2 separate regions of the Sus scrofa genome follow, and region 2 is linked to region 1. The links are chromatin contacts, called in public HiChIP or PLAC-seq maps. All regions are on one chromosome and are shown on one strand. Each heading gives the region's core, a stretch centred on a gene start, on an enhancer-like site or on the middle of the called end of the contact. The rest is flanking DNA. Distances are from core to core; before and after follow the strand shown. Region 1 overlaps RAD51B (DNA repair protein RAD51 homolog 2). Region 2 holds the start of LOC100513604 (a long non-coding RNA gene).

Evidence for each region. HiChIP or PLAC-seq counts read pairs in DNA pulled down with a chosen protein or histone mark.
Region 2: an H3K27ac HiChIP or PLAC-seq map of alveolar macrophages shows a contact between it and region 1. The contact joins two enhancer-like sites. A contact is called at or near these places in 2 of 2 datasets of contacts at active chromatin or transcription factors (alveolar macrophages and skeletal muscle).

Annotation. Positions count from the first base shown.
Region 1 is chr7:91,984,486-91,991,291 of Sscrofa11.1, forward strand. All of the region lies in intron 8 of RAD51B (DNA repair protein RAD51 homolog 2), which reads left to right. Among named protein-coding and RNA genes, the nearest start is that of RAD51B, 400 kb to the left of the region's middle. Within about 2 kb of position 3,111, at least 15 of the 83 cell types and tissues checked have an H3K27ac peak or open chromatin away from gene starts, as enhancers often do. A contact at or near this core is called in alveolar macrophages, where this site is marked.
Region 2 is chr7:92,512,357-92,518,946 of Sscrofa11.1, forward strand. It overlaps LOC100513604 (a long non-coding RNA gene), which reads right to left and starts at 6,490. Exons shown (of 2, transcript XR_002345988.1): 1 at 5,294-6,490; 2 at 4,148-4,912. Within about 2 kb of position 3,550, at least 42 of the 83 cell types and tissues checked have an H3K27ac peak or open chromatin away from gene starts, as enhancers often do. A contact at or near this core is called in alveolar macrophages, where this site is marked.

The DNA.
Region 1 (6,806 bases), core at 1,861-4,360:
AACTTTACATTTTAGATTTATTGAGTTAATATCGGTGACATATACAGTAAAGATTAATTTATTTCACAATGCTTTTTTTTTTCCTCCCTCACAAGTAGGACTTATTTGAACACACAGAACTATATTTTACTGTAAGCAAAAAAAGAATGTATGTCAGGCTTTCAATTCGGAAACCTGAGTCAAATCTGCAGAGTCTCCTGGAGGAGGAAAGTTGTTAGGCCTACGTTCTCTCATAATGGGTCTCGCCCTTCCCCCTCATCTGACATTTTCTTGTGGAAAACATCTGGTTCAAATGAGCACTAATGGCAGCCTTGATCATCAGAAACCAGAAAGTAAAAATCGTAAACAACGTATGGTAGGTAAAAGGGGTGCCAAAGAGCCCTGCGCTAAAAGACGTCAGCAGCAAGTTTCTTTTATATGTAAATTTCACCTTTTGGGTGCTAGTCTTCTCCCTGACTTGCGCTTCTCTTCTGAGAACACCCAAGGCCCCCAATACATGGGGGGTGGGGGCTTTGTCCCACTTGACCAAACCTTTGAGATGGCTCTAATTCATGATCTTCCTTGCCACTCCATCCCAGTTCACTGAAAACAATGGATAGAGCTCTAGAGACCAGGGCAGGTGGCTTAGAGTAGGGGTGAGGATTGTCTTGATCCAGGATGACGGCACCTAAATTAGTAGGACGATTCTGACGGGCTGTGTTTCTCCTGGTGATCAGTGGTAGGGCCGTCAGAGTTGTCCACACGCCTCGCCCCCTGGGGGCCACCCTAAGGGAAATCTCAATGCCCAAAAGATTCCTAGTCCTTGAGGAGTTCCAAGATAGGGATGACTTACCTGCAGGAACCAGGCTTCTGACATGTATCAGGGGATATAGGTTTAGAGAGTGAATTTACCAGAGTGGAAAAGAAGAGAAAGTTTCTGCATAGGTGGTAATATTTTGAATGGCCAGGGGTTGGTGAGATTTTGGATGAGCCTATAATTGAAACTATGGAATTACCAGTGACCTTACCAATTTGTGGAGAACGCCCGAGGTACAGGAGGCATCTCATAGGGTATTTAACTTTTCAGAGACTAGGAAAGAGAGGAAACGGAAAGTGGATACAAGTTGGTTATTGGAACTTTCATGGAGCAGTAAGACAGTTAAAAGGTTCGGAGGAGACCGAGGCCAGGAATTAGTTTAGGCAGAGAAGAGGTTCGTTGAATCTGGTTTGGGGGGATGGCAGAGTATTGACTAAGATGTCAGAAACTTTGAGGATCCAAGGAACGTGGATGGCAGGACGTGAGAGAGCGCAGTTAGTTTTGTGTTTTAACTTCCTTTACCACTTCTCATCTGCCTTGGGTATTACTTTTCTCAAATTGAAACTGTGTGCTTGGAGGCCGAATACTGGGAAAAACATGGAATATGGGGTCTAAAGACTTTTATCTCTCTGAATCGTACCGTCCCAATAGCATATACTTATCACAGGGTTTGGTGTGAAAAAATGGGTTAATCTAGATCAAGTGTATTGTGTGGAATACTGGCCAAGCGACCAGATATCTTGGAATGAGTTGGATCATTTTGGATCTCAGCTTCCGATCCTGTATCCAGTTCCCTCTACTGATAGGGCTTCCTCTTACCCTGATGCCTGGAGTGAACAGACCCTTATGAACTAGACACCAGTGCTACCATTTTTTTTTTTTTTTAGGGCTGCACCCATGGCATATGGAAGTTTCCCAGGTTAGGAGTTAAATTGGAGCTACACCTGCCGGCCTACACCACAGCCATAGCAGCTTGAGATCTGAGCCATGTCTGCAGCCTACACCACAGCTTGTGGCAACACTGGATCCTTAACCCACTGAGCAAGACCAGTCCTTATGGATACTAGTCAGGTTCGTTAGCGCAGCGCCACGACAGGAACGCCCTACGATAACTTTTATCAGTGGTTAAAATGGACTTCTTAAACTGGAGCTGGAGGTAGGATTATAATGGCAGAGCTACTGTGTCTTTGGAACAGTAGCTCATTTGACCTTAGTAAACTTTGATCTCTTAAGACGGATCATTCATTTATGGCTAAGAACATCACACATACTTGTTAGGTCCCATAGTGAGTTTTTAGCAATAATTTCCTTGGGATCTGCCAGGTATCAGGTGCTGTGCCCGTGGCACAGAAGTGAATGAGACAATGGTGCTTGTTTTTAAGGTGTTCCCAGACTAGGGGGATGGACTGGTATGAAAAAATTAATTGCACAGTGTAAGATAGTAAATGCTATTCTATTGGTATGAATCAAGTAACCCAGAGAAGGAAAACGATTTGCTCTGGAAGATCAGGGAAGTGTTCACAGAGGAGGGAGTGGATGGCTAATGCTCTGAGGGATAAATATGACTGCTCAGCAAAATACGGATTATAAATACAGTGATGTTGGAATGCACAGTAAATGAGATGTCATGCCACCAAATGGGATAAGGTGTATGCACAGGGTTTGTAGATGGTGGAGAGATGTTCCCCTCCTGTTTATTCTTTATCTCTTCCCCAACTCATGAGGAATGAGGAAATCCTTGTCTAGCAAAGTGATCAATGTCTGCACTCTCGGAAATACATGTTAGAGACTTCCTTCTCTGGAAGCCCATGGCTTTTTGATCTGAGTGAAGTTATCAGAGGCCCTGTGGTGTAAATGAGCAGAGGACAGGCTCTAAAACAAACTTCTAACTCCACCACCTAAGAGCCGAGTGCCTTTTGACAAACAGCATATATTCCTGGTGACTTTGATATCTCTATGAAATAGAGTTAATCACAGCCCTGAATGCCCAAGATTTGTTGCCTCAAGTGCGCTAATAAATGTGAAGGCACTCTGTAAAGTGCTATGAAAATATGTAAATATTTCTATTTCATCAAGCCATCAGCAAACCGTTTATTTAGGTAGTTCTGGGTACTGTGCAGAGCTGCAGAGACAGAGGGCTCATCTTTTAGGAGTACAGAATCAGGGTTCCAAATCAGTTCCAAAGCAGGAGACCAGAGCCTTGAGTTCTCATTGAGTGCCCGCACCCCAAAAAGCAGACTTGTGAATCTGCCCCTGTAGGCTGCGTCCGAGGATCTGTGTGCCCTTTAGCTGTGTCAAAGGCAGCTCCGAAAGGGGAAGTATATTGTGCTCTCAGGAAAGACATTGCTTTTTTTTTTTGCTCTTTGGAAATGTTTGCTCTTTTGGTTTTGAGCTCTGAATGTGAACAATCCAGCTGATTCAGATCCCCAGAGTAGCCCTAATCATAGAAACCTTGTGACAACCACAAATATTAAAAACATACCTCAGTGTAGGCAACTACATAGGGCAAATACAAATGGTATCATAGGAACAAAAATCCCCCTATGCAAACCTAGAATGCCATTGCATCTAACATGAAGGAAATGATGACGGAACATGTTTACTGCTAGAACATTCCAAGGAGATAATTAGCCTTCTGGACAAAAGCAGTAGAAAGAGATTAACAAACGGCAATAATTTCCCTTGTTTATGGAAAGTAAAATTGGGGGATTAGATTAACATCACATTTTAAAATTTTAATTTACATACATTAAAGCATATAATTTGCTTGAGTTTTGGCAAATATGTAAACCCGATAACGACACTTCCATCACCCCCAAAATTCCCTCATGTTCCCTTGCAATCAGTCCCCTCCCCTGACCTCAGGTAAACCCTGTTTTGCCTTCTGAAACTCTAGTTTTGCTAAAGTTTAATTTTAATTTCTATTCTGCTGAGTAAGGATGGTATTTTGCAGAAATGACGATAGTCGAATACTGTCAAAATTTAGGATGAGAATCCTACCTCCTTTCAAAGGCGCAATTCCAGTAACTTCTCTGAGCCTCAGTTTCGTCTTATTAATAAGGACAATAACAGCTTTTCTCCACATCTCAGAAGGTTGCTATAAAAATCCAAAAAGAGGAGTTCCCGTCGTGGCTCAGCAGTAATGAACCTGACTAGTAACCATGAGGACTCGGATTCGATTCCTGGCCCAGCTCAGTAGGTTAAGGATCCAGCATTGCTGTGAGCTGTGGTGTAGGTTACAGATACGGCTTGGATCTCACGTTGCTGTGCCTGTGGTGTAGGCCAGGCAGCTGTAGCTCCAATTCAGCCCCTAGCCTGGGAACTTCCGTATACCACAGGTGTGGCCCTAAAGAGCAAAAAAAAAAAAAAAAAAATCCAAGGAAATAATAATAGATGAGAATTAAGTGTTTAAGGATTTGATGGACTATGTAGCAAAATATTAATGTTAATCAACAAGATAGCACTTCTAGATAGGAGCCATTTTAGAGAGGAATTTCCCTCCAGAGCTCCTGGAGTACCTGTACCTAGAGAAGAGTCCTCCCCATGGTTGTAGAGGAAATGCCTTTGACACAGTCGGCTCACGGGCCTAGTATTCAGACTCATGTTTCTGTGGTTGATAATAGAGGATTAGAATCTATTCAGCTGATATATCTGAGTTAACCTCAGATTAACCATATGTATCATGTTGGGTATGAATATAATACAAAAATTTCATATTTTTGCTGTTTTTGCCATGTTTAATCATCACAAATTCAGCAGTTTATTTCATGCACACACTGCCACTGCCCAGACCATGAAGCATTGAGTTTCACAGTTCCCATTTCACAGGGATAAAACTGAGCTTTTCAGATGTCAAGTCGGGTGCCAGAGGCTTCAGTGTAGACTCTCAAACTACTGTTATAAACCACTGTCATTTTAAACAAGTGACCTCAATGCCATTTCCATTGGAAACTGAGTGGAGAGTAGAGACTAACATATAAAGTAAAGCCTCTGATTGGGTTCTAGGCATTTCTCCGTGGGCAGCAAGAAGAGAATTGCATTCCTTCCTGGCCAGAGAGAGCAGGCCAATTTTGTCTTCCCTCTCTGGGCCAGATCACCATAGACACTCTGTAGACACATTTAGGTCTTGCTTATTTTTCTTGGCTGAGCTGTTAGAATGCATATGTATGCGTGTGTACACAACCCCACCACCACACACAGCAGGCTGCCGTTTGCCTCTGGGTATGCATATAGATCATGTGTAGATTGTGCCTTTTCAAAAAAGACAGATGATCACCAGCTGGTCACTCTCACTTCCTCCTGTGTACATTTTGTAGCTTCCCCATGGGGAAGCGAAACTGATGGTGGGTTGGAAGAGATTGAATTTTGCTGAAGTGCATTCAGCCAAGTGGCTGTTTATGGATGACCTTTGTCTTCTTGGGGGCACTAGGCGGAGGAGTTACAGATTCCTCCAAAACGTCTGATCACATCTCATTGGATTTCGAATTATGAACCCTGGGCCTTGTGAGCTCATTCACCCGAGACAGTGGTGAACCAGGAATACAAAGACCTGGGTGTGAGCCCTGCCTCTAGGTATCTACATATATGTGAAGGGAGTTCTGTGGATTTTTCCCTCTTCTCTCCTATCTTCCCTATGAGGTTTTCAAATGCTCCAAGGCACACGACATCTGTAATTTATACAGTATTTGCTTTTTCATCATTTTCTGTGCCTGCCCTGCATTTGGTAGAGATGTAAGAAGCGCTTGTTGACCCATGGAGTGGGACCACATCCTGCCTTGGATGAGCTGGAATTCTTGGAAAGTGCTTCCAGCTAGAAATAGTCTGCTTCGGGCCTGTCACTACTGTTAAGATTCTGCTGGGGCAGTGGGATCAAACACCTTCTTCCCCTAGGTCTCAAGAAAATGGGGCTCCGAGGACACTCCACGGGCTCCTGTCTAGGCCCTTAATGGGTCTTTCTCCTGCTGAGCCATGACCTTCTGTTTCCATCCCTAAACGTCCGTCAGTTCGTAGCAGCCTGAAGAAGTGGCACCTTGGTGGATATTTTTCTTCCCTCTGTACCTACTTTCCTTCCTTCCTTCTTTCCCTCCTTCCCTCCCTCCCTTTCTTTCAAACAAGAGGGACTGAACCTTCGTGAATCTTTTAGGTGTGTTTCACAGAACACCAAATCTGTACCTTCGCAAGGGGGATTTCATGTTGGAATTTTAATTCTTCAGAATTAAACTGGATCATGTCCTTCTCCTGCTTTAAACCCGCCAGGGACCTCCCACCACTCATAAAGCCACACCCAGAGCCTCTGTGCCAGCCTCCCAGACGCTGCCCGAGTCGGCCTTGCCCACCTCTCTGAGCCCTCTCCTCATCACTAACCTCCAGCCACATGGGTCTTCCTTGGCTTCTCAGAGCATCCCAAGCTTGTTTCTGCCTCAGGACCTTAGCACACATCTTTTTTGCCTGGGACTCTGCCGCAGGCTTGGGTTGTCACTCAGCTCTCAGGGCCAGTGTCCTCTCTCAGACAGGCTTTCCTGGCCACCCCATCAGTAGCCCCCCCGCCCATAGGATTTTTTTTTTCTCATGTCTCTGGTCACATCTGAAATTTTCTGGCTCATCTCTTTGTATCTTGTTGGACCCCGACTAGCGTGTGCCCTCCCTCCACAGGGCAGACAGAGGCTGTATTGGCCCTGCTCTCTGTTCTCACTCTCGGAACAATGCCTGTCACCTGGTGGGTCTCAGCAGACATCTAACATGTGACTCAGTGAGGGATGGAAGCTGAAGTTATCTACCTTTCTCGGCTCTTCCTTCTCAATCTCTCTCTCTCTCTCTGTTTCTCTCTCGTTTCTTTTGCACCACCTGCCTCGTGAAAAGCAGTGTGATCTCATGCTGGAGCCCAGGCCTTGGACCAGGGCCCTGGGTTTAGCTGCTCACTTGATCTGAGGCCTCTGGTCGTGCAGAGCTGCCAGTTGGAACAGCTGTTCTAGAACGACTCTCTTTTTCCATTGATCAACAGGGAAATCAA
Region 2 (6,590 bases), core at 2,300-4,799, 530 kb after region 1:
ACTCAAAACCCCGCTGCGTGCACAGCCCTGGCCAGGCAGAGGGCTGGAGCGGGAGCAAGCTTAAGAAATGACCATTGGCCTCCGAGAAGTCCTAGCCAGGCGTTCCTGTCCAGATTCAGAGAAATCTGTCTTTTCAGGAGCTTTTGTAAGGATATGACCAAGTGCTACGAAATTCATATTTGAGAGCTGATTTTTTCTTAAGGGGAAAGGCAAAGAGTTCAAAAAATGTTTTGGCAATGTAAATACCAAATGAATCTTGGTAATATTTAGGAGGTTATTATTAATTTTAGGTGAAATAAGGACAATGTGGGTAAGTCTAATGATGCCTTTTTTTTTTTTAAAGAGATACCTACTGAAATACTGACATGAAATGATGTGACCTGGTATATCAGACCTCCTTCAAAATTATATGGGAGGTGGGGAGGCAGATGGTGGTATAAATGGACAGACTTGGCCAGGGTTGATGATGTTGATGGGTGTGTGGGGGTTCCGCAAATATTATTTTTATATATAATAAAATATATGCACATATATTCCACATATAATTTATTACACAAAATTTCAAACATATATAGAAAAGACTGTCTTTTGACTGTCTCTATGTTTGAAATTTTGTATAATAAAAGGCTTTAAGTTCATCAAAGCTGAAAAAAATGTTAATTAGGGGATTCTCATCATTTTTTTTGCTTTTTAGGGCTGCGCCTGGGACCCAGGGCATATGGAGATTCCCAGGCTAGGGGTCGAATCAAAGCTACAGCTGATGGCCTATGCCAGAGCCACAGCAACACAGGATCAACACGGGATCCGAGCTGCATCTACGACCCAGACCACAGGTCACAGCAACACTGGGTCCTTAACCCACTGAGCAGGGCCAGGGATTGAACTTGCAACCTCATGGTTCCTAGTTGGATTCATTTCCACTGTGCCATGACAGGAACGCCTCATCGTAGTGGTTCTTGCAGCAAGATATCTTCTTCCTAAGGACATGTGCACTCGGACAGGTGATGAGGGTGGGGAGGCCTGCCCAGAGCTGGGAGGGGCTGGAGGACAGACAGGAAGACCAGCGCCCCAGGGTCAGGAAAGTGCCTCCAACCTTCCTTCCTCCTCATACATGTGGGGACCAGAGTGATGTCTGCCCCTCAGGGCCTCCCAGGTTGAGAAAAAACAATCAGAGGGGTTGCTGTCCATTTTGCACTGCTTTTGAACTCAGTGAAAATTATTTTTAAATGGGTTTCAGGAGTTCCCGTTGTGGCACAGTGGTTAATAAATCCGACTAGGAACCATGAGGTTGCGGGTTCGATCCCTGGCCTTGCTCAGTGGGTTAAGGATCCGGCATTGCCATGAACTGCATGGTGTAGGTTGCAGACGCGGCTCGGATCCCGAGTTGCTGTGGCTCTGGCATAGGCAGGCAGCTATAGCTCCAATTAGACCCCTAGCCTGGGAACCTCCATATGCTGCAGGAAGTGGCCCTAGAAAGGGCAAAAAGACAAAAAATAAATAAATAGGTTTCAATGTATTTTAAACCACAATTAACTTTCTTTTCTAGAAGACAGCCATTAGAACAGAGTAGACAAGTATTCTCACTTTCTTCAACTGGAAAATGGGGAGAAGCACACATACCCCATTTCCCAGAATGTGGGATAAATGAGATTGATGGTCATACAGTACCCCAGCCCTTGTAAGCACCAATAAAGAAAGGCTGAGTCTGATATGAGGGGGTTTTGGCAAATGTCACCCTTGAGCCAGCCTCTCAGGCCCACAATGCAGCCACCCCATCTTGGGTGCTCCATTGGAAATGCAGATGCTTCGCTTAAACATCTACATAAATAAGAGTCAAGGCACACATTCTCAGAGCCCTCTTTGGGACAGGCATCACGCTGAGAGTCAGCCCCTTGGGGTATCGCGAGAAGCCCCTGCTGCCTGCCTCCCTCTCCAGAGGAGCCACCTTGCACTGAGAACAGGCCACTTGGGATAGAGCCCCAGAGCTTTCTCTCTAGTTGAAGACTGAATTCGAAAATGAAGAATAGCACACTGCCACTCTGGGCCGTGGCTCTGAATGGCAACCTACATCCTAAGAAAGCAGGCCTTCCGTGGATTAGTTCACTCCCAAAGGTGGGGGCAAGCCATTCAGGGTGCCCAGCAGGCCCTGAGCAAAGGGAGCTTCTGGAGCACTAAGCAGTAGAGCAGGCATGATGGCCTCCAGACACCAGGGGGCAGCACAATACACCCTCCAGGGTCAGAGGCACCCACCAAAGGGGACTTGGCAACAGACATGCTTCCAAAAACAAAGCTAAGTAGCCAGGGCATGCAGAGGGAGAGACCCCAGAGAGGCAGACTGCCCACTGAGCCAGCTCATAAGTTTTTGCCACTTGCCCACAGGCAACTGTGAGTAGCTTCCTGCAAGACAAGCTTCAGCCGGAAGCCAGTGTGACTTCAGGTGAGGGACCCACAGGCTACAGGGCTGGCAGGGACTGGAGAGGAGTCCAGGTCTACTTTCTTTGGGTTCTTGCTCTAGAACCTCCTCCCAAGCAGATGAAAGGTTTGTCTCGTCCTCGCCTGCTGCACATCTGCTCATTCCACCACCCACTGAACCCCTGGGCATGTTTTCTGTGCCTTCATCCCAAGCAAGAAACAGAAAGCGGGGTGGGGGAGCCCAAGACAAAGTTCTAAGGTTCTCAAAAGTCCTTAGGCTTGGGGACCTTTGAAATCCAAGTGTGGGATTATTCCAAGCTTGCAGAAAGCCCCCCACCCCCAGCTCCAGGGGAGAAAGCAGTCTCTGTGGGGAGACCTTGAGTGCTGGGCTAGGAGCCGTGGCTTTGGAGCCACAATGCTTGGGTTCAAATCCCAGCTCAGCTATTTACCAGCTCTGTGACACCGGGCAGGTACTTAACCCTCTGTGCCCCCATTTCCTGTTCTGTAAAATGAGGGTAACAACTGCTTCCAAGAGCAGTGAGTTACAGTGTGGGAAAGCATTTGAAGAAAAGGCCTTCACATGTTCAAATGTTCGTAGACCGCAGCTTAGAACCAGGCAGAGCGCTGCTCACAGCACAGCCCAAAGCCCCAAAGGTCTGGGCTTCTTTCCATCAGAATGCAGTTCACAGAGCCCATCGGGCTGTGGAGGCTGCCTGGAGCAGAGGCCCTGTGTCTGGAGTGGGTTTCACTAGGGTGTCCCTGGAGAGGTGGAGCAGGAAGGAGGTACCCAGTCCAGCCCTCCTGAGCCCACTGTGGGTTTTGTGCAGGACAAGCAGAAGACACCACTCAGATCTAAGCTGGGCTTGTTAAAACTCTTCAGCCAGAGGCTGAGAGGCAGGCTGGCCGTCCTGTAGGGACAGCACACCCCCTCTCCAGCCCCCTGTCCCTGGGCAGGCCTGGGGAAGGCCAGCTTGCAGAGGCCAGGCCTGCACCAGAGGGTGTGAGGAGCCTGCCAGCCTCAGAGCAGCGCTGGGCTTCCCTGGGATGCAGAGGGATGGGGAGGAAAGAGTTAAGCCACTTTGGGCTCCCGAGGGCGGCTCTGCAGCTATAAACAGTGAGCCGAGGGAGGGAGGGAGCTGCCACAGGATGTGGCCAGGGCTCGAGCTGTCTGATTATTAACTTCACTTTTATTTGGAGGGGGATTCGATTCTCTGTTTTACTTCCCATCAAGGAAGTGAAAGCCCAGGTCTCAGAGGGGCCTGATTTCAAATTGTTTTGTCACAGCTCATTTATTTTTCCTCTTAAATAAATAAACAAAACCACCTCTTTGTTTTCCCCTTAATGAGCCTTCAGCAAATCATCTGTGAGTGAGGCATGAAAGGGGTTTTCTGGAGTCCTTCATGGGGCACGCTGGCTTTTTCTTTTAAAAGGAAAAGAAAAAAAAGAGTCTTCCTTGAGCTTTGGCCTTCTCCAAGACTCTCCAGGCACCTTCTTTTCTACCTCATCCTGAGATCTCAGCCTGAAATCATGACCTCAAACCCAGCCAGAGGCACAGGCCTTCCTTGGCTGGCTGCTCCTTGGGGACTGGCCTGCTGCCTGCCATCCCATGTCACAGGCTCCGACCCCAAGGCCACACAGTGTGGAGCCCTGTGGTTCGTCCCCTTGGTAGAGCTTGGACCCATGGTTTTTGTTCCTATGGCACCCAGACGTTTCCATTAAAAATAACAAAGCAATTAAACACACAAAAGGATTCCATGACAGGGCTTAAGAAAACACCATTACATGTTTCTTTGCTCAAGGTTCAAAATGTTTGGGAAGTTGTTTACAACACCAAAACCCATTCAATAATTTCATGATTCTCTTGCAACCACCCTTTCTGGAATGACCCACTTGTGCAAGGCACCATGGGGGATGCAAAGACCACCGTCACACTGTCCCCACCCTCCAGGTGCCCACAATTCAGTGGGGGGAGGGTGCAGAGAAGAAAAGAGGAGAGTTCCACAGCAGAGGCCAACTGGCACTACAGGTGGGCAGGGACGGAAAAGACAGGCGCTGCTGAAAACAAAGAGGGGAGTATGGAGGAAGGCTTCCTGGTGGAGCTGATATTTAAGCTGGACCTTGAAGGGCTGATATTTAGAAGCAAGAATATTCTGGAAGCTGAGAAGTACCCAATCACAGAGAGCCAAGATCAATGTATGAACCAGATCAGGTATAAGACCACAGGGGCAGCGGGCCCAGCAAGTCCTCTGGCTCCTTGAATGGCAAAGTCCTCACGTGGAGAGGGCCTGAAAGGGGTGACTACTTGGATTCTGCTCCAGCCTGCTTGTCCTTGACCCGGCTTGGAGACTGGCAGCCTGTGAAGAAGCTGCACTGCATGCTGTGAGCAACACCATAGGACACTTGGATACACGCTTGTCTGGGATCCAGGCGCTCAGCTTGCCCCAAACACCTGATGACCACTAGCAGCTACGTCTGCTGCCCGCGGCTTTCTGCTCCTGGCCTATGAGGCAAGAAGAAAGGAGCGGACTGGAATAAAGCCAATTCCCTTACAAAAGCTCCCGGGGAGGTGCCAGGCTTCAGGGTTTTCTTGAAGTTCTTGGAAATCATCCCCAGCCCCTTGGCATCGCAGCTTCCAACCCCACCCTGCTCCCTAGCCCGGCAGGGCCCGCGGCCACGAGGGGGTTAAGGCGCCGCCAAGATGGCGACTTGTTTTGCACTTCGGAGGGGGTCACGCGGGAGGCTGCCCTTTGCCTCTGGGGAGGCGGTCAAGGTCTCGCCGCCCTCCTGGCGCTCTGCCCTCTGCGGCCTGACAGCCTCTCCTCCCCTGCGCGGCTGGCACTCCTCCGGGGCCTCCGGGCTCCTAGCGAACCAAACTCCGAACCTTGCAGGCGGCTGGCCGGGTCTTGGCGATACCCGGCGATACCCCTCGGCGATACCCGGGCCGCAGGTGCACGCCGGCGGGGCCCCTTTGGCCTTTGAGAACGTCTGAGGCCGGTGAGCTGAGGCCGCAGCCTGGGCCGCGATCCCTTTCGATGTCTTCTCTCCTGGCTGAAGCCACCGCAGCCGCCTTCCCCGGCTGCTCCGAGGGCTGCTCCCGCCTGCGGCCCGAGCAGGGGCGCGATGGACGTGGTCGCACTGCCCTCCAGTGGCCAGTCCGCCGAACAGCACGGCGGGCCGGGGTGGGGTCGGCCCGCCCCTCCTTAGAGAAGGGCTGCCCCTTGCCTCATTTGAAGATGTGGCCTTGCCCATCCTCCGCGTCTCCTAGAGGCGGCCCTTTGCCACAGTGAACGCTGATCCGACAGCATTAGTTCTCAAACTTTTGTGTGTCCCTGACTCCCAGTGCCCAGTTGGTTCAAACCCAGATTGCTGGGTCCACACCCAAAGTCTATCTAGCAAGTTCCCAGGAGCTGCTGCTGCCGCTGCTCCTGAGACTAAAGTTATGGAAGCACTGGCTCGGTTGCTCATTCTGTCCTGGGGATTCTGTCATTTACTCCTTGGGAATATAATATGCCCTGCTAGACACATGACCAGAAATGACCGCCACCAAGTTCCCACCTTCATGCGGTCCCCCTCAAACAGAGACAGATTTGTTTAAATAGATAAATAAATACAAGATAAATAAATAAATATCATAAATAAATATAAGATAAATAAATATATATCATAAATAAATATAAGATTCCATTTGAAAAAGTTCTGAAATTCCAGTGAAGGAAAAGAATAAGGCACTCAAAGAACATATACACATGGAAAACGAATTTAGATTTGGGATGGGGAGGCTGTTGTTCCCTCTCTGAGGGAACCATGAACAAGGCCAGAAGGCAGAGGCCAGAGAGCCTGGGGAGGTGGGAGATGGTCTGAGGCTGCAGGCAGAGCAGGTGAGATGCATAGATGGTGGGCGTGGATGCAGAGACCGGAGGACAGAGCTGGAGGTGGGCAGGTCACCGTCCCCAGCTCTAAGCATCTGGTACCCAAAGACCTGCCTCTCCAGAAGGGGCAAGGTTCAGAGGAGAGGGGTAGGGAAGCTGGATATTGAGCCCATAGCCACTCTCCACGGTGTCGAGGGATGGTGTCCCACCTGCCAGAACCTCAGCCAGGTGCCCCTGGCTCATGAAATTGTTGTGGCCTGAACCAGATCTGCTCAGGCTCCTGCCCAAAGCCTGCAGGAGAGCCACTTT